Regions from separate parts of the Mus musculus genome. Here regions 1, 2 and 3 are each linked to region 4. The links are chromatin contacts, called in public Micro-C and promoter capture Hi-C maps. All regions are on one chromosome and are shown on one strand. The core of a region is the stretch at or near the end of the contact, and the rest is flanking DNA. Distances in the headings are between cores, read along the strand shown. Region 1 holds the start of 1700065D16Rik (RIKEN cDNA 1700065D16 gene). Region 2 holds the start of Trpc1 (transient receptor potential cation channel, subfamily C, member 1). Region 3 holds the start of Rnf7 (ring finger protein 7). Region 4 holds the start of Tfdp2 (transcription factor Dp 2).

The links. Promoter capture Hi-C pulls out the DNA fragments that hold promoters and counts their contacts. Hi-C and Micro-C count contacts between places; a contact is called where the count stands out from the background.
Region 1: a Micro-C map of embryonic stem cells shows a contact between it and region 4, with 5 times the contacts expected there. The contact joins the promoter of 1700065D16Rik here to the promoter of Tfdp2 in region 4. A contact is called at or near these places in 1 of 39 promoter capture datasets (pre-B cells), 1 of 484 Hi-C or Micro-C datasets (embryonic stem cells) and 2 of 9 other capture datasets (adipose tissue and liver).
Region 2: a promoter capture Hi-C map of hippocampal neurons shows a contact between it and region 4, with 3 times the contacts expected there. The contact joins the promoter of Trpc1 here to the promoter of Tfdp2 in region 4. A contact is called at or near these places in 5 of 39 promoter capture datasets (3T3-L1-derived adipocytes, hippocampal neurons, liver and 2 more) and 1 of 484 Hi-C or Micro-C datasets (embryonic stem cells).
Region 3: a contact with region 4 is called in a promoter capture Hi-C map of pre-B cells, with 4 times the contacts expected there. The contact joins the promoter of Rnf7 here to the promoter of Tfdp2 in region 4. A contact is called at or near these places in 9 of 39 promoter capture datasets (3T3-L1-derived adipocytes, the C10 cell line, cranial neural crest and 6 more), 4 of 484 Hi-C or Micro-C datasets (CD4 T cells, CD8 central memory T cells and embryonic stem cells), 5 of 115 datasets of contacts at active chromatin or transcription factors (embryonic stem cells, extraembryonic endoderm stem cells, large pre-B cells and 1 more) and 1 of 9 other capture datasets (liver).

What each region holds. Positions count from the first base shown.
Region 1 is chr9:95,855,376-95,859,430 of GRCm38.p6, reverse strand. 1700065D16Rik (RIKEN cDNA 1700065D16 gene) reads left to right here and starts at 1,549. Exons shown (of 2, transcript NM_001271569.1): 1 at 1,549-1,924; 2 at 3,871-4,013. The coding sequence starts at 1,675. The coding sequence ends at 3,983. Atr (ataxia telangiectasia and Rad3 related) reads right to left here and starts at 1,834. Exons shown (of 47, transcript NM_019864.1): 1 at 1,648-1,834. The coding sequence starts at 1,706.
Region 2 is chr9:95,748,366-95,752,200 of GRCm38.p6, reverse strand. Trpc1 (transient receptor potential cation channel, subfamily C, member 1) reads left to right here and starts at 1,853. Exons shown (of 13, transcript NM_011643.4): 1 at 1,853-2,533. The coding sequence starts at 2,362.
Region 3 is chr9:96,476,006-96,480,048 of GRCm38.p6, reverse strand. It overlaps Rnf7 (ring finger protein 7), which reads left to right and starts at 1,374. Exons shown (of 3, transcript NM_011279.3): 1 at 1,374-1,641. The coding sequence starts at 1,467.
Region 4 is chr9:96,194,763-96,198,964 of GRCm38.p6, reverse strand. It overlaps Tfdp2 (transcription factor Dp 2), which reads right to left and starts at 2,690. Exons shown (of 13, transcript NM_001184706.1): 1 at 2,405-2,690.

The DNA.
Region 1 (4,055 bases), core at 300-2,799, 340 kb after region 4:
TCTATACTAACAATGTACCACAGGGTCCAATTTCCCCATATCCTTACCATTTCTTTTACATATCAATAGTTATTGTAATGGTCTGAAATGGAATCTCCTTGTTTTGTTTTTGAGGAGGGTTAAGTTCTCACTATAGAGCCCCTTTTAATACCTTGATAGCTCAAGCTGTCCTCAAACTCAGTGAGCCTCTTGTCTTGGCCTCCCAAGTCATCTCACCAACTTCCTTGTGTGGTTTGGATTTGTCTCCCTTACTTTTAATCATATCAAACATCTGTGTTTTCCTTTACTTATTAGCTATTTTATATTCTCTCTGGAGAAAAATCTCAATTTCCTTATTCATTTTTTTCATCAAACTTTTTTATTGTTGAATTATGTAAGTTTTTAATATATTAATAGCTGTTAAACTTAAAATTTTAATCATTTTAAAAAGTCTGTATGCGCATGTGAGATATATATGTATGTATGTACATATGAATATAGGTTCTTGTGCCACGGTACATGAGTTAAGGACAGGGAACAACCTCAGGTGTTGGTCCCTGCCTTCCAGAATTTCAGTGATGACAAAATTTGTATTATCAGTTTTCCAAAATCACTTTATCTCATATACTTTTAGACAGAAATTACTAAATTCAAATTTTTAATGATTTTTTTTTTTGCTCCCACAAAGTCTATTTGCCACATTCATGCAAAGTAAAAAAACAAACATACAAACAAAAAAACCCTTCAGACAGTACAAAAGTGGTCTTTTCATTTATCCTCTAATTTAGGTTTTCGGTTTTTGGTATGGCCAACAGGAGGAAATGAACATCGCTGCGGTGCAAAACTAAAAGGAAACTGATAGCTCACAGACTTAAGGTCAGCACTAACTCTACGTGCAAACTTTCCAGCCTGAGAGAACCGACTTGAGAACTCAATGGCTGCGGTGTCCTGACAGAGGAAAACCTAGAGCGCAGAAGGGGCGTGGCAAGCGCTAATTTCTGATTGGAACCCGGTTCTCCTTTGACTCTCGAGGTTGACAGAAACAAGGGGTTTGCTTCCCCCCACCCCCTTTTTTCTCTTGTCTTTGTCTTTCCAGAGGCAAGGTCTCACTATTTAGTCCTGGCTGGCCTAGGGGCACCTCTGCCACCCAAATTCTGGGATTGAAGGCGGCGAGCCTCAAAGAGGCAACTGCAGATGAACACCAACGCGTGTTTTAGTTTGGGGGACGCTGTGCACGTTGGACTCCGTGGACCCGTGGCCAGTCCCGGGGACTTCCGACTAGAGTAGCGGGCTGGCCGACGCTCGGCCTCTCTCGGAGGAGAAACCGCCGCGCTTCCCTCAGAAGCGGGGCCGTGATTCCCAAACAAAACCTCAGCCAATGGATTCCGTCAACAACGACCAAAGGACCAGGACCCGGGGGAAGTTTTCGGGAAGCAAACGAGTGTGGTAAGATGGCCAGAAGAGACCCTTCTCGAGGCCAAGCGGGAAGCAGCTCGCGTGGACTGGCTCCCCGCGAGCCGAGCCGCGGCTGCCACGGTCACCCCGGCACGTGGGTCGCCACGGCGCTCCGGCCAACTGCCACTGTGAGGGAGGGAACGGCGGCCACAGGCCGCGGCGCGGGCCGAGGAGACCCGGCGACTCGAAGCTGGCGACGACGCGCGGCCCTACCTGGCCAACTCCCGCAGGGCGGGGATCATGGACGCCAGCTCCAGCCCGTGGTCGCCCATGGTGACACCGAGCGGCTCTCAAAACAGCCGCCGCCGGCGCCGGGCTTCTCCACAGCCGCCTCCGGTGGAGAGGGCGGAGCGTCGACGGAGCCCCGCGAGGTCCAAAATTCTCCTCCCGGAAGCCGCTCTCGGTTGCGGTTGGAACCCTGGGGAAATCCCAGAGGCGACAGGGGCGGAGCCGACAGCGGACGTGCCCGCCCACTTTCCCTCCCAGGCGAGTGCGTGACCTACTCCACGGGTATTTTTTGCTCAAACCTGGATGCTCAGGGAAGCCGTAAGCTAGGATCTGGGTCGGAGAGGGACCTGACGACCCAACAAAGTTAGATATTTCACTATGTTCGAATGGCATATTTAACTAGGTAAGGCCATGCAGTAATCCTTACATTTGCTGTTTAGGACACAAGGGTAATTATTGATACAACCTCCAAAAATAAAATTAAAAAGTGGTGGAATGGCAGCCAGATGCGCTCTGACTGCAAAGCTGTACTTTGAACACCCATCCCTTTGCCCCGTTTCCTTCAGTGATGCCCTGTGACGAGGAACTTTAAGCTGAAGCAAACCTTTTCCTTCCCAGGTCACTTTCCATCATTGTGTTCCATCACAGCAATAGAAACCTAACATAGGACAGGCAACTATGAAAAATAGTGTATCTGCTAAAAAGCAAGAAAAGCTAGCTATTTTGAAATCATGTTGAGAAAGATGACAATAATGACAGAGCTGAGGGCACAGTCCAGTGGAAGAGCACTAACCTAGCTCGTGAGGCTCGGGCACAGAGGACCTAGAGTACTAAACAAACTACAGTTAAACGATTTTAAAAAAGAAGGCATAGTTGCACATGCCTACAATCCCCTTACTTTGGGTATAGAGGCAGAAGGATCAAGAGTTCAAAGCCATCCTTAGCTCTATAATGAGCTCAAGGGCAGTCTGGGATACAGGGGAACCCTGTCTCAAAAAACAAAACAAAACCAAAAGCCACTACCACCACCACCAACAACAACAACAACCCAGTATGTAATTCATCACTGAGTAGCACTGCAGTTCTGAAGTGCAGGACCCCAAACAGCAGAGCTCTGGCAAATCTAATCCAAAAAGCAATTTTTGAAACAATTATTTGTTTTTCACTTTACATTCCAATACCACCCCCTCTCCTCCCAGTGCCGTTGGTGGGCCACCATGGGCAGTCCACATATGTCCTAGGCTATCTGTGAATATGATCCAACACAACTGAGGGACAGCACCATCACCCAGTGTCGGTAAGTGGTAGGGAGGTACTGATAGCTCTCCACAGAGTGACAATAAGCTGGCCACAGCACTACATGGCTATAATTCTAGCACTTTAGAGGCGGAGGCAGCATGGTAACCAGCTTAAGCCGCCTTAGGTTACATGGTGAGGCACAGTCTGAAACAATAGCAAGAGCTAGTCAAAGCTACCCTTGAGTTTGGAGGGGGGTGCAAATCAGAATGAAAGGAAGCTGGCAGCCATTTATCTGGACAGCCTTAGTGATACACCAATAAATGAGAGGCAGATGCCAAGGCCAGTGTCGGTCCTCCCTCTGAGGACTCTCTCTCTCTGCCAAACTCTGCAGAAGAATTTTTCGTAAGGCTGATTCTATTTTCATCTCCCATTCAGTCCTAACCCAGTATTTATTATACTCTGCCCTTGTGTCCCTCCCCCTCCCTGCCCTAATTCTCCCCAGAATCACCAACAGTTTCTCTTTTTCTCCTGTTGCTGCTGTTGTTGTTGCTTATTGAGATTGGGTCCCCCATAGCCCAGGCTGGCCTTGAGCTCACTATGTAGCTGAGGATGACCTTGAACTGCTGATCTTCATCCCACCTTCTGGGTACTGGGATTACAGGCAGGTGCCTCTATATTTAGTTTACATAGAGCTAGAGCTAGAGCTCAGACTCATGGTGTGGTGGTTTGAAGGAGAATGACCCCCAGAGGCTCATATATTTGAACACTTGGCATCCCCAGTTGGTGGAACTGTTTAGGAAGGATTGCTGGAGGAGGAGTGTCACTAGGAATGGGGGCAGGTGGACTTTTAGATTTCAAAAGCCAATGCCATTTCCAATTACTTCTTTCTCTCTCCCTCTTCCTCTTCCTTCTCTTCCCTCCCCGTTCTCCCTGTCTCCCCATTCACTCGTCTCTCTTCCCTCTGTCCAGTGCTTGTGGATCAAGATGTAAGCACTCAGCTAATTCACCAGCGCCATGCCTGCCTGCCTGTCGCTTTGGTCTCTGCCATAATAGTCATGGATTCCAACCCTCTGAAACTGTAAGCAAACCCCCAATAAACTGTTAATCTCTAAGTTGCCTTGGTCATAGTGTCTCTTTTTCCAGCAACAGAACAG
Region 2 (3,835 bases), core at 604-3,103, 450 kb after region 4:
TTATTGTCTCCAGTGTCCAAGTACCACAACTAGATTCTTGGACCTCAGCTAAGACAAGTAGAAACAGCCTTTTGACTTACATCCTAGTAGAGACGGCCAGCCAATAAAGCAACAACAAGAAATGAAGCAGGGAAGAAACCGAGAGACCATTGGAGTGGGGGGAGATTTGCTGCAGACTGACTGAGAGCAGAGGGGGAGGTTTTCTGGGTAGCGAGGTCAGGGCTCTCTGAGGAAAAGCAATCGAGTGGGCGCCATGAAAAAGAGACAGATGTGCTCCTCGGGAGTAAAGGGAGGAGAACATGAAAAATATCAGTAGCATCCTACTTGTAGGACTAGATCTAAATCTGAGTTTCTTTCCCCTCTCTGGCTGGAGTTGTGATTCCTCTTTTGGTTTCTGTTTTGTTTGCCTGTGACTTGATGGAGTTGCTTAGAGTAATATGCCACTTTTGAGTTTTTTGAATACCATTGTTCATCATAACTCCAATACTGATCTACATATCACATGTGCTAAGTATGTAGGTATTGTTAGAATGTCCCAATTTATGCCCGCTGAGCAGTTTGTCTGTATCGGAGACAATCCAAAAGCCTGCATTATAATTATCAGCTTGCCTGAAGTAGGCTCTCTAGTGCTTTGGAAGGTCTCTTAAGATTACTACCAAAGAGGGTTGGAATTCCCTCCAGTCTTAGAAAGTAATCCAGTCCCATAGTTCTTTGGATAAAGAATCTGTGTATGGCTGTGAGTCATTTGAGTTAACTTCAAATACTGAAATTTCAGATAGCGCAGGATTAGATTTCTACTACTGGCTAAACATTTTGCTGAGCAACAAAGGAGGTGCATATACAAATGTATGGGCGCTCCTCTCTCCCACTGGCTTCACCTTGAGCCTCTTGGAAATTTCACCAAACTCATAAACTTGGAAGTGTATTAAACATTACACGACAACGGGGAGATCATTTAGAAACAAAAACTGGAGCAACTTGAGATTATCATTTACATCAAATACAGAAAACGTTTGAAAAGATGACTTCGACATCAAAGACTTTTAGAGAATATCTAAAGAGAACATTGATTTTTAAGAATTAGTAAGTTAAATGTTGAAAGAGAAACTAATGGGACAAAGTAGCCTGAATAGGAGAGGCAGTATTCCCCTCAAATTTAAGTACATTTATCCATTGCTTTAAAAATCTAAATCTTAAACGTAGAGTTCAGATTTTCCCCCTAGTGTTGACTGCAGGAAGCAATTAAAAATTATTGAAAAGATGCAGTTTTCAAGTCGCATTTGCTGGACGTCAGACAATTGTTGTCTAAATAGCGAATCTCTTAAAATTAGATAGGATAAATATAACGAATCCACTAAAAGGACTTGTATGGCGAGTAACTCCTAAACTGTGCTTATGCAACGGTTATAGGTCGCCTTTGACTTACATGCGAATACTTTTATAGTGACTTTGGAAATATCAGGAATGTTAGACCATATTAAATCACAAAGATTGTTTTTAAAACGCCTTTAGGAACGAGGGAACTGTAAACACAAACTCCATAATCAGGTTGCTTTGGCCAGGCTTTAGGACAATTCCGTACAGGATTTCAAGTAAACGTTAATCCTTCAGAAGCTCCTTGGCCCTTTTCTGTGCTGCAGTAGCAGCAGCAGCACAAACAGGCAGCGGATAAAATTACCTGAAATCCGCCACCAAGCGGTTCCCATGCCCTCAGGTGCTCAAAGATGCTGCAGACGCGCCCAAGATGCTAGGCGACCGACCAGAGAGGCGCGTCAGCCCTGGAGCCCCGCCCCTACAAGCCCCGCCCCTAGCCCGGCTTCGCCTTAAGCCCCGCCCCGGTGTCGTCGCCTCCGCGGGGCTGAGGATGACGTGAGGAGAAAGCCGCGAACCTCTGCCTCCTGTGGGTGCTGCTGGGCCAGCGGTTCCCACAGCCCCGGAGCCAGACGTGCTGCGAAGCGCACCGCCGAGCTCTCCGGCCGGCGGCCCCCTCACTCCCTCCCAGGCCGGGCCGCTCCCTGTGCGGCCCCTGCGGCTCCTGGCACGGCCCCGCGCTCGGCTGCCGCCCTGGCGCGCTCCACTCTGTCGTCCCCGGACGGGCGCGGACCAGCTCGACCGGGGCGCCGGCGGCTGGGCAGAGGGCGCTGGCCCCGGGGCCGCGCCAGCGCGGCCACCAACCTGGGGCTGTCCGTGGAGGGCGAGTGCTGGTTTCGGGGCGAGGCGACGCCCTTCGGGGCCAACGGGCCGCACGCCGATGTGGCCGTGGGAACGACTCACCCGTTTTCCAGCTCGGGGTCGGGGTCGGGGTCGGCGCCCATGGGGGCCCCGCCTCCGTCTCCTGGCCTGCCCCCGTCGTGGGCCGCGATGATGGCGGCCCTGTACCCGAGCACGGACCTCTCGGGCGTCTCCTCCTCCTCCCTGCCTTCCTCCCCATCCTCCTCGTCGCCCAACGAAGTGATGGCGCTGAAGGATGTGCGAGAGGTGAAGGAGGAGAACACCTTGAATGAGAAGCTTTTCTTGCTGGCGTGCGACAAGGGTGAGAGCTAGGCCCCCTTCTCCACCTCCGGACACCCTAGCACCCACTCCCCGGGTCCGGCCCCTGCCTCAACTTAACTCCTGGCACTCGTGCTTTTCCTTGTGTGCAGCGGCTATTCCCACCTCTGTGCAGCCCGCAGGACTTCTGCCTAATTGAGCTTGAGCAGCAGGCAGGTAGGGCGGGGGCGGTGGACTCGCGCAGGTGGGACGTTTCCATGGCGAGGAGGGAGCCTTGATCCCAAAGTTGCCCCACTTCTGTCACTAATAAACTCTAGTTTGAAGTTACTTCTTCCTTTGGGAGCCAGAGGCTAGTTTTGGACCTAATCCGAAAATTCTACGAATTTCCCTTAAGACTTCTCCGATTTATGGGCTGTCACCTTGTAGGTTTGTTGTTGTTGTTGTTGTTGTTATTTTTAAAAAAGACTTTTACTTCTGTTTAGCATCAGCCAGCAGTGCCTTAGCCTGTTACAGTTGAGTAGTATCCCATTATCTTTAACACAAATAATACGAAAAATCCTGCCCTAGTTGCCGAAACTTTCCCCAAATTTCTGGAACCCCTTTTAAATGTCGGTATTTTTTATTAGGGAGAAAGATTTATTGCTTCAGAGAGTTGGAGGGAGGCAAAGGTAGTAAAAAAAAAAAAAAAGTAAATATAGGCGAAATAATGTGGAATATACTGGTTTTGAATCTAAAAATTGATCACTTTCTGGCCACATTAAAAGACAAGCATGGAACTTGGTTGCTCCCAGATTGCTTTTATCTCTTATCTGAAAAACAAAAAAAGTACTGAAACATTCTCATTCCTCAGTTAAGCAGTTGGATGTTGAAAGGCAGTGTTTATTTGGGAAAACGTTGTTGGAACCATGCAGACTTCTGAAGCCTACTTCCAGAGGCCAGCTCACACTATGGGAAAACTAGTTACAGAAGTTTTTGGATTTGTTCACATATAGAGGTTTAAGTCAACAACATCTCCCTAAACCTTTTAAAGCATTTGAGATAGGTTTTTGTTTTTTTTTACATGATTATGTTTAATCTTAGCCAGGCCAAAAGGCAATCCCTTCTTGACATTTCATCATGGATTTAGAGCCAGGATGGGGAGGGCAGAATTCCCCGTGTCCCCTGGTTCCTCCTAGTTGTCTTCTGTCACCTTCGTGAGAGGCTTGCTGCATTATAAGGAAGGATGCTTTAGGTTTCTGTAGCAGCTTTGTGTGCCTCGGGGCTCAGGATGGTTTCAAAATGTGCAACATTTCCTGGAGAATATATGCCACTGTTGTATTAACACCTTCCTTAATATATTTAGTGG
Region 3 (4,043 bases), core at 125-2,624, 280 kb before region 4:
CTGACTTTCATGTGAGTTGTGGTCTTTGTGGGGTTTGCCTTTAGAAACACCGTATCCCTGAGCTGCGACACCAAGAGACTCTGAGGCATGCGCCGGAATTTGGTCCTGCACGAATAAAGGACTCGTACTTTTTTGTTTGTTTTTGTTTTTCGAGACAAGGCTTCTCTGTGTAGCCTTGGTTGCCCGAAACTTGATTTGTAGACCAGGCTGGCCTTATAACTCACAAGGATCCACCTGCTGCTGTCTCCCAAGTGCTCAGAGTAAGGTGTGCACGGCCACTGCCCCATATACTTCTAATTGGCTTAACCGGTAAGGATGGACACCACCACCCCCGTTGGTAAGAGTAGCCTGAAGGATGGCGGTGGACGTGAGCTGAGCACGAGGCAGGAACATTTGTTTTGCTTTTTCATCCAAGCTTTCCTTCAATGCTGGCCAAGTGATCTGAGACAAAGCCTGGTGGGAGGGACCTAACCACAGTCCCAGGGGCCCACTGCCTGGCCCTTCCCTGGCTGGCTCACTCTGCTTTCTCCCCAGCACACATTTGCTTAAGCATTGCGTTCTTGCCCTTCTGCTTACCTATTCTCTGTCACCTGAGAACAATAACAAACAAACAAACAAACAAACAAATGTAGTGTCTGGAGGGATGACTCAGTGGTTAAAACCATGGTCTGTTCTTCCAAACGACCGGGGTTCAATCCTCAGCACCTCCATGGCAGATCACAACTGTCTGTAACTCCAGGTCCTTTCCAAGGAATCTGACACCTCACAGCAATGCACATAAAATAAAGTTTAAAAAAACATATATTTTGTTTGTTTGCTTGCTTGCTTGCTTGCTTGCTTGTTGCGAGACAGGGTTTCTCTGTATAGCCCTGGCTGTCCTGGAACGCACTTTGTAACCAGGCTGGCCTTGAACTCAGAAATCCGCCTGCCTCTGCCTCCCGAGTGCTGGGATTAAAGGTGTGAGCTACCACGCCCGGCTGCCGAAAAACCAAAAATAAATAAATAAATAAATAAATAAATAAATAAATAAATAAATAAATAAATGAATCTGAATTCAAGGCCAACCATTTTGTAAGATACGGAGGTTACAGTGATGAGAATTCTGTCCCTACTCTTGATAGTTTTACATTTGGGAGAAAGGAGACAAATGAAGACAGGGACGATGTGATTTCTGAGACTCCCCCGAGTTTAATACAATGTAACTCCAGACAATGCTCGCTTACTGACCCGGGCCTGCCCTACAGCAACTGGCCTTTGGCCACTTTAGCAAGCGCTGGGGTTCTCTGTACAGGCCTTGCCCAGCCCCTCGTGACGTCACTGGCGCGCGCCATCCAATCATCGCCGTCTGGCTCCGCCCGCCCGCCCGTGCCTGCGGGAGGCTCCGTGGCGTGTGTTGTGGCCCCGCTGAGCCACCGTACCTCCCGCCTCCGCGCCCAACGTCCGCGTCGCCGTTCTGCGCCGCCGCCATGGCCGACGTGGAGGACGGCGAGGAACCCTGCGTCCTTTCTTCGCACTCCGGGAGCGCAGGCTCCAAGTCGGGAGGCGACAAGATGTTCTCTCTCAAGAAGTGGAACGCGGTAGCCATGTGGAGCTGGGACGTTGAGTGCGATACCTGTGCCATCTGCAGGGTCCAGGTGATGGGTAAGCGATGCAGGCGAAGCCGGGACCGCGAGCTGGGCCGAGCCGGCGAGTGCTGGGCCGGGCCGGGCCGCCAGACACGGGATGGTTCCTATGGGGGCGGGGGGGAGGGGGCGTGACCGGGATACCCGAGGGGAACCTCCGGCCCTGCGGCCAGCAAATCTCCCAGCGGATCCCTCGCGTAGATCTGAGGGTTGGGATGTTCGTCTTTGAGATGCTCTCACGTTCCTCAGGATTAGAGCTTGCCCATTTAGCCGAGGTTGGCTTAGAACCCAGGAGGGCGCACCTCCCAAAAACTGGAAATTGCGAGCCTGCGCCACTATACGGATTCTGTCTCATAACCGAAATGAGGCTCAGTGACCGGAGAGATGTTTCCACAGTTAAGAGCACAAGCTTGTTCTTAACAGAGAACCCGGGTTCGATTTTCCACACCCACATGGCAACTCACCACCCTCTAACTCCTGTTCCAATAACTCCAGCACCCCATTATGGCCCTTGAGGGCATTAGGCACATTTGGTATGCAAACCCAGATGCAGGTAGCATAAACATAAAATTTTAGATTACTGTGAGGTTGCTTTACAGGGCGACTGGGGAGTAGTTGAAATAGATTTCTGCAGTTTGAAAATGTGCGCGTTTCTTGGCTTTGAGACTTTAAACGTAGCATCAAGAGATTCCACAGTCTATTCTTTGTCTTTGGACTTGCTTCATCAGGGCTCCCAAACTTTACTTTTTACATTTAATTGTAGACCCAGACACTAGTTTCTATGTAGAATCTGATTTGACTAAAACACTAAAATCCAGCTGTTCCACCCCTCATCCTTGCTTAGGAGCTGGGCAGTGATTTCCATTTTAGGGTTGAGTGTGGTTGCGAATGTCTGAAATGCCAGCACTCGGGAGGCTGAGGCATGGGGGCAGAGGCAGCACAAGCTTTGCTTAGAAATTTTATTCTGGCCAGGTGTGGTGATATCTTTAAACTTAGTACTCGAGAAGCAAAGATAAACAGATCTCTGTGCGCCTTAGGCCAGCCTGGTCTACACAACCAAGGCTAAGTAGTGGGACCCCATCTTAAAAACAAATAATGAATAAATCTTTTTTGTTTGTTTTGGTTTTTTCGAGACAGGGTTTCTCTGTGTAGCCCTGGCTGTCCTGGAACTCACTTTGTAGACCAGGCTGGCCTCCAACTCAGAAATCCACCTGCCTCTGCCTCCCGAGTGCTGAAATTAAAGGGGTCCACCACCACGCCCGCTTTTTTTTTTTAAATCATCATCATCATTATTTTATTACCCTGTTGTTAATGGTGCATTCTTTAATCCCAGCACTTGGGAGCCATAGGCAGGTGGGTCTCTTGAGTTCCATGACAACCTGATCTAACAGCAAATTCCAGGATAGCCAGTACTACACAAGAAACCCTGTCTTTAAAAACAACAAAATTTACTTAGAGTTGTGGTGGGGGCGGACACATAGAAGAACTCTGTGTGTGTGTGTGTGTGTGTGTGTGTGTGTGTGTGTGTGTGTGTGTGTGAGTGTGAGTGTGACATAGAAGAAGAGTATTGGGAGTTGCTTCTTTTCTCCTGCCATGTGGGTCCCAAGGCTTAAACTCATGCAAGCACTTTAATTTTTGAGCAGTCTATCTGGCCAGAGATTGGCTTTTTGTTTGTTTGTTTTTCGAGACAGGGTTTCTCTGTGTAGACCAGGCTGGCCTCGAACTCAGAAATCCACCTGCCTCTGCCTCCCAGGCACTGGGATTAAAGGCGTACACCACCACACCCGGCTGAGATTGGCTTTTAAATATATATAGTTAAGTTTGTTTGTTTGTTTATTCTGGGCGTGGTGGCACACACCTTTTAATCCCGCACTTGGGAGGCAGAAGATGGATCTCTGATTTCAAGGCCAACTTGGTCTACTTAATGATCTCTAAGACGGCCATCCAGGTTTATGTAGAGAGCCTGTCTCAACCTACCCCACCCCTAACATTGTTAAATTTTAGTTTAATGAATGCACATGTATGGAGGGTATGGACATATGTGTTTAAGAGCCCGTGGATCCCTCTGGAGCTGGGGTTATGGCAGTTGTGAGCTCCCTGGGCCGGGCACTGGGACTAAACTTGACATCCTGTTTGAGAGTTCTTACACTGAGCCATCTCTCAGGCCCTGACTTTTCATAATCTTAAAGTTATTTATTTGCCTTCTTTTTTTTTTTATAGTTTTTTTTTTTTTTTAAGATTTATTTATTTATTATATGTAAGTACATTGTAGCTGTCTTCAGACACTCCAGAAGAGGGCATCAGATCTTGTTACAGATGGTTGTGAGCCACCATGTGGTTGCTGGGATTTGAACTCCGGACCTTCGGAAGAGCAGTCGGGTGCTCTTACCCACTGAGCCATCTCACCAGCCCCTTATTTGC
Region 4 (4,202 bases), core at 1,441-3,940:
CTTTGGGCCAGAGTGAGCAAGGACTGAACAAGTGGGGCCGACCAGAGTGAGCAGGGTTGACCAGAGTGAGCAGAGGTCCAAAAATTCAATTCCCAACAACTACATGAAGGCTCACAACCATCTGTACAGCTATAGTGTTCTAATATACATAAAAATAAATAAATAAATAAATAAACAAACAAACAAATCTTTTAAAAGTATAAAAATAAAAGTTATCTTGCAAACCATTTCTAAGGGTTCATTAGCCTTCAGAAATCCTTAAAGTCCTGTTATCACAGGTTAAGATAGAAAGGTATTAAAAAGCAAGTACATTTAGTTTTGGGGGGAGGTGTAGGGGGTTGTTTGTTTGGAGGAGGGCACAGGTGTGGAACAGTCAGAGGATAACGTTCAGGATGAGCTCTGTCCATCCACACTGTGGATCCCTGAGACAGACAGAGATAAGGTCAGCAGACTTGGAGACAAGCACCTTTACCCACCGAACCATCTCGCCAGCCCCAATTTATAGTTAATCATCTTTAAAACCCTTACAACCCCCAATCTAGTTTCTTCTGAGGGCCATCATGACACATACCAAAGTAAACCTAAAAGATGAAGAAAGGAGTGCACAGCCTATTTCAAAGTGAGGTCTTGTTACTGCTGTTTTATATTTCCGGGGCTGGGCGTCAATCTAGGTTTAGGTAATTACCCTACCACTGCGCTATTGATGCCCCAGCCCTCAAACCGTACTGGAGGTCAGTTAAGAATTTTGGCTGCAAGGGTAAAACCTGCACACGGCAAGGACTACATATTCGCAAGGGGCGAGGGAAGGGAATTACGGCCACAAAATAGTAATATGAATAACTAAAACTACTTTACTATGCCTGGAATTAAGGCAACAGAAGGGTTTACTAAGTCTCGGGACTTTCTTAACAAATGTTAAGTGCTGCATTCCTGACTCTGCAACCACATGCCAGCACTGGCTACTGACACCATATCTGCCATAACACTAAACTAGTTCCAAGGCACAAGATGTTCTAAAACTAACTCTGCCCAGAGCCAGTACACAAGCGTGACAGAACCTGGGGTCTGGCCGGCGCCTTTATCTCCTGATGCAATTTGAGAATGGACACTTACATGAATTCCAGCAATGGGATAGTGGTAAAGCCTTAGTAAATCGTAAGATAATCAGTGACTGGAAGAGGCAAGATGCAAAACAAACATTTTATACTCAACTTTGAATTCTGCCACAGTGGAAAAGAGGCTAATGACTTAAACCATACTGCCTAGTTACGATGACTTCAAACCATTAGGAGAACAGAAAACAAATGACCCAGAAAAATTCTAAGTCAAATGAAACACAGCAGCTGGCTCTGTAGAGGGGTGTTTTCTAACCTGTGGGTCATGACCCCTTTCTAAAGGGAGTCGTTCTTGCCTAAGACCATCGGAAAACCTAAATATTTACATTGCAATTCATAACAGTAGCAAAATTACAGTTATGAAGTAGCAACAAAATGCTTTTATGGTTGGGGTCAGGTCACAGCATTAGGAAGGTTGAGAACTGCTGGCCTAGAGGAGGCAGGATAAGGGGTTGGAGCCCCTTGAGATGAAAGGAGGAAAGACAGAAGTCGCCAAAGGCTCAAAGGTACTTTCAACGAATGCTATGGAAAAAGAATGCAAAGTAAACATTTTGCTAGGCCAGGCTACAAGCCTGGTAACGATTTCAGCCGAAAAGGTGAAACAACATGGGGTCCAGAGTCTCCTCCAGCATCCAGGGTTACGTTATGCATTTAGTAGAAGTGAGCTTTGTTTCAAGTGCATTCCGGAGATTAGCCCTTTTCTCTCTCCCAACACCCTCCCCGTCCTCGCATAGGCAGATGTGGCTCACAGATGAACAAACTGAGCCCACACAAAGCACCGGAACACGGGCGAGTGAGTGTCCACGCACTTCACTGTGCCACCTCTCGGCGGAGCCCACAGTCACTTTCCCGCTGCTCTGTGCACAGCAACCAGGGCCTTGTGCAGAATTCCTCCCAGAACTTGGGCCGAGAAAGTAACCTCTACTTGAAAGGAAAAGTTCTCTTGGGGGAACCTGGGGGTCTTCCAGGTAGGGAGAGCTTTGGAACTCTGCAAAAGCACCCCGCAGAAACAGACTGGAGGATGGTGGATCACGAAGGGAGGAGGGAAAGTCAGAAGATCTGAGTGAGAAGCCCAAGTCAGCCCTTGCCCTTCCTGATCCCGGGTGATGGCGAGCCCGCGGGCTCCGGAGCCTCATCAGGTATTCCAGGGTTGCTTGGCCCCGCTGCAGAGAAATCCTGAGGACAAGCTGAGACTCCCGGGACAGGGCAGGGGAGAGCCGGCCGGCGGGGGGCCACGCCCGGTCCAAAGGCCCCTGGCGCGCAGGCCCGCGCCCTTTCCGGGACCTTACCGCAGCTTGGTGCAGAGGGGCCGCCGCCGGTCCACACAGCCCTCGGCCCACTCCCGGGGAGACGCTTCTTCGCGAGCCGCCGCTCCTCAGGCAGAGCCAGGTCCGCTCGGAGCAAGCTCCCGGCCGCGCAGCCGCGGTCTTCGCGCGCGTCGGAAGCCTGCAGTGCAGGAAGGGTCAAGGCGCGCCCCGCGTGCCAGGCAGCGACGGCCGCACAGCCCAGCGCGCCCGACGCCGTCCGCCCTCAGCGACACGGCCGCGGCGGCGCCGCTTCCCCCGCGCTCGCTTTGGCGGCGGAGCAGCACGGTGAGCGCCGATTGGCCCTCGGCTGGCATGACGCGCGCCGACGCTCTCCACGGATTGGCCGGGCCGCAGTGCGTGTAGGGAGTAAACAAAACCCGCCCCCAGGCTCGCCCCCAGGGCCAGAGGCGGAGGTGGGCGGCGGGCTTGCGGGAGCCTGCCCTGGTCTTTTGACCTCCAAAGCCACTCTCCGCTAGGGGCCGCCCTGAGGCTCTGCCTGCCGCTGGACCCCTGCCACCTAGAGGGCAGCCAGGCTCGCCCTTCCCCCTCCACCACATCAGCCCCTCTCCTCACCTCCACCCACCACCTCGCTTCTCTCAGCTCTAAAGTATGGTTCTCTTTTCCATCCCATCTCTCGGAAAGAAACCGGAACTAGGTCCTTACATCTGGACCATAGACCTCTGATGGGCCACTGCTCCAGGAACACTCGGAAGGCAGAGGGATAAGTGACCCTGAGGCCACACGTGGACCACTGTGGAGGTTGGTCATGCTTCAATTCCTGGGAAAGTGTAGCAATAAATTAAGGCCAGATGCCTTAATTTCGAAGTTGAACCGAAAAAGTTGGAGGCACACACTCTCAAATACCCAGTCATTTATTAAGAAATTCAGGTTGGCTTAGTGGCTCATGTCTTTAACCCCAGCACTCCTGAGGCAGACACTAGCATATCTCTTTAAGTCTAAGGCCAGCCTAGTCAACACAGTGAGTTCTGAGCCAGCCAGGGCTAGACACTTTGACCCTGCCCCCACCCCTCCAAAAAAAGGTGTTTCCCCCTTTCAAGTGCATGGATCCTGTATGAACTGTAGCTAATGTGGACGTTTGGAAGTAAGATAAGAAAATCCGACTTTAAAATACTTTGATCTTTTTCATTTTAATTTCCTCATAGCTCTATGAGCCAAATACTATTTATGATGCTAGGGCTGTGTGTACAAAAGAGACAAAAATTCTTGGCATAATTGAGCTTATGTTCCAGTGAGGTAGGAAAGATGCTTCTTAAAGTTCTTTAAAAAAAAATTCAGTGGTGTGATAAGGGAAACAACTCTGAGAGGGGGCTATTGATGTAAATACCAGCCCCAGAGTGTCAGCTCATGGTCTGGGTGGCAGAGTCGGGAGTTTAGACCAACTGAGTCTACATGAGATCCTTTCTCAAAAACATTAGATAGATAGATAGATAGATAGATAGATAGATAGATAGATAACAGTGAGATCCTTTCTCAAAAAATGATGATGTACATAGGTAGAAACTAAGGCAAGCAGACAGAAAAAATGCATAATGAGGTGAGGAAGCCAAGAGCAAACACCCTTGGCTTTCTCTTTGGAAGATTTGGAGACTATTTCTAGACAATTGTTATGGGTAAAATCCCAAAATTCCAAACATACAGTAATCCAAAAGTCTCAACTGAATGATTGCCTTTTGCACTGACAAGTGAATGTGGATTTATTTAATTTCCGCAGGAAACGTTGTTAAGGTATTGTGTTAAGCTTATTTAATAAATACTTAGC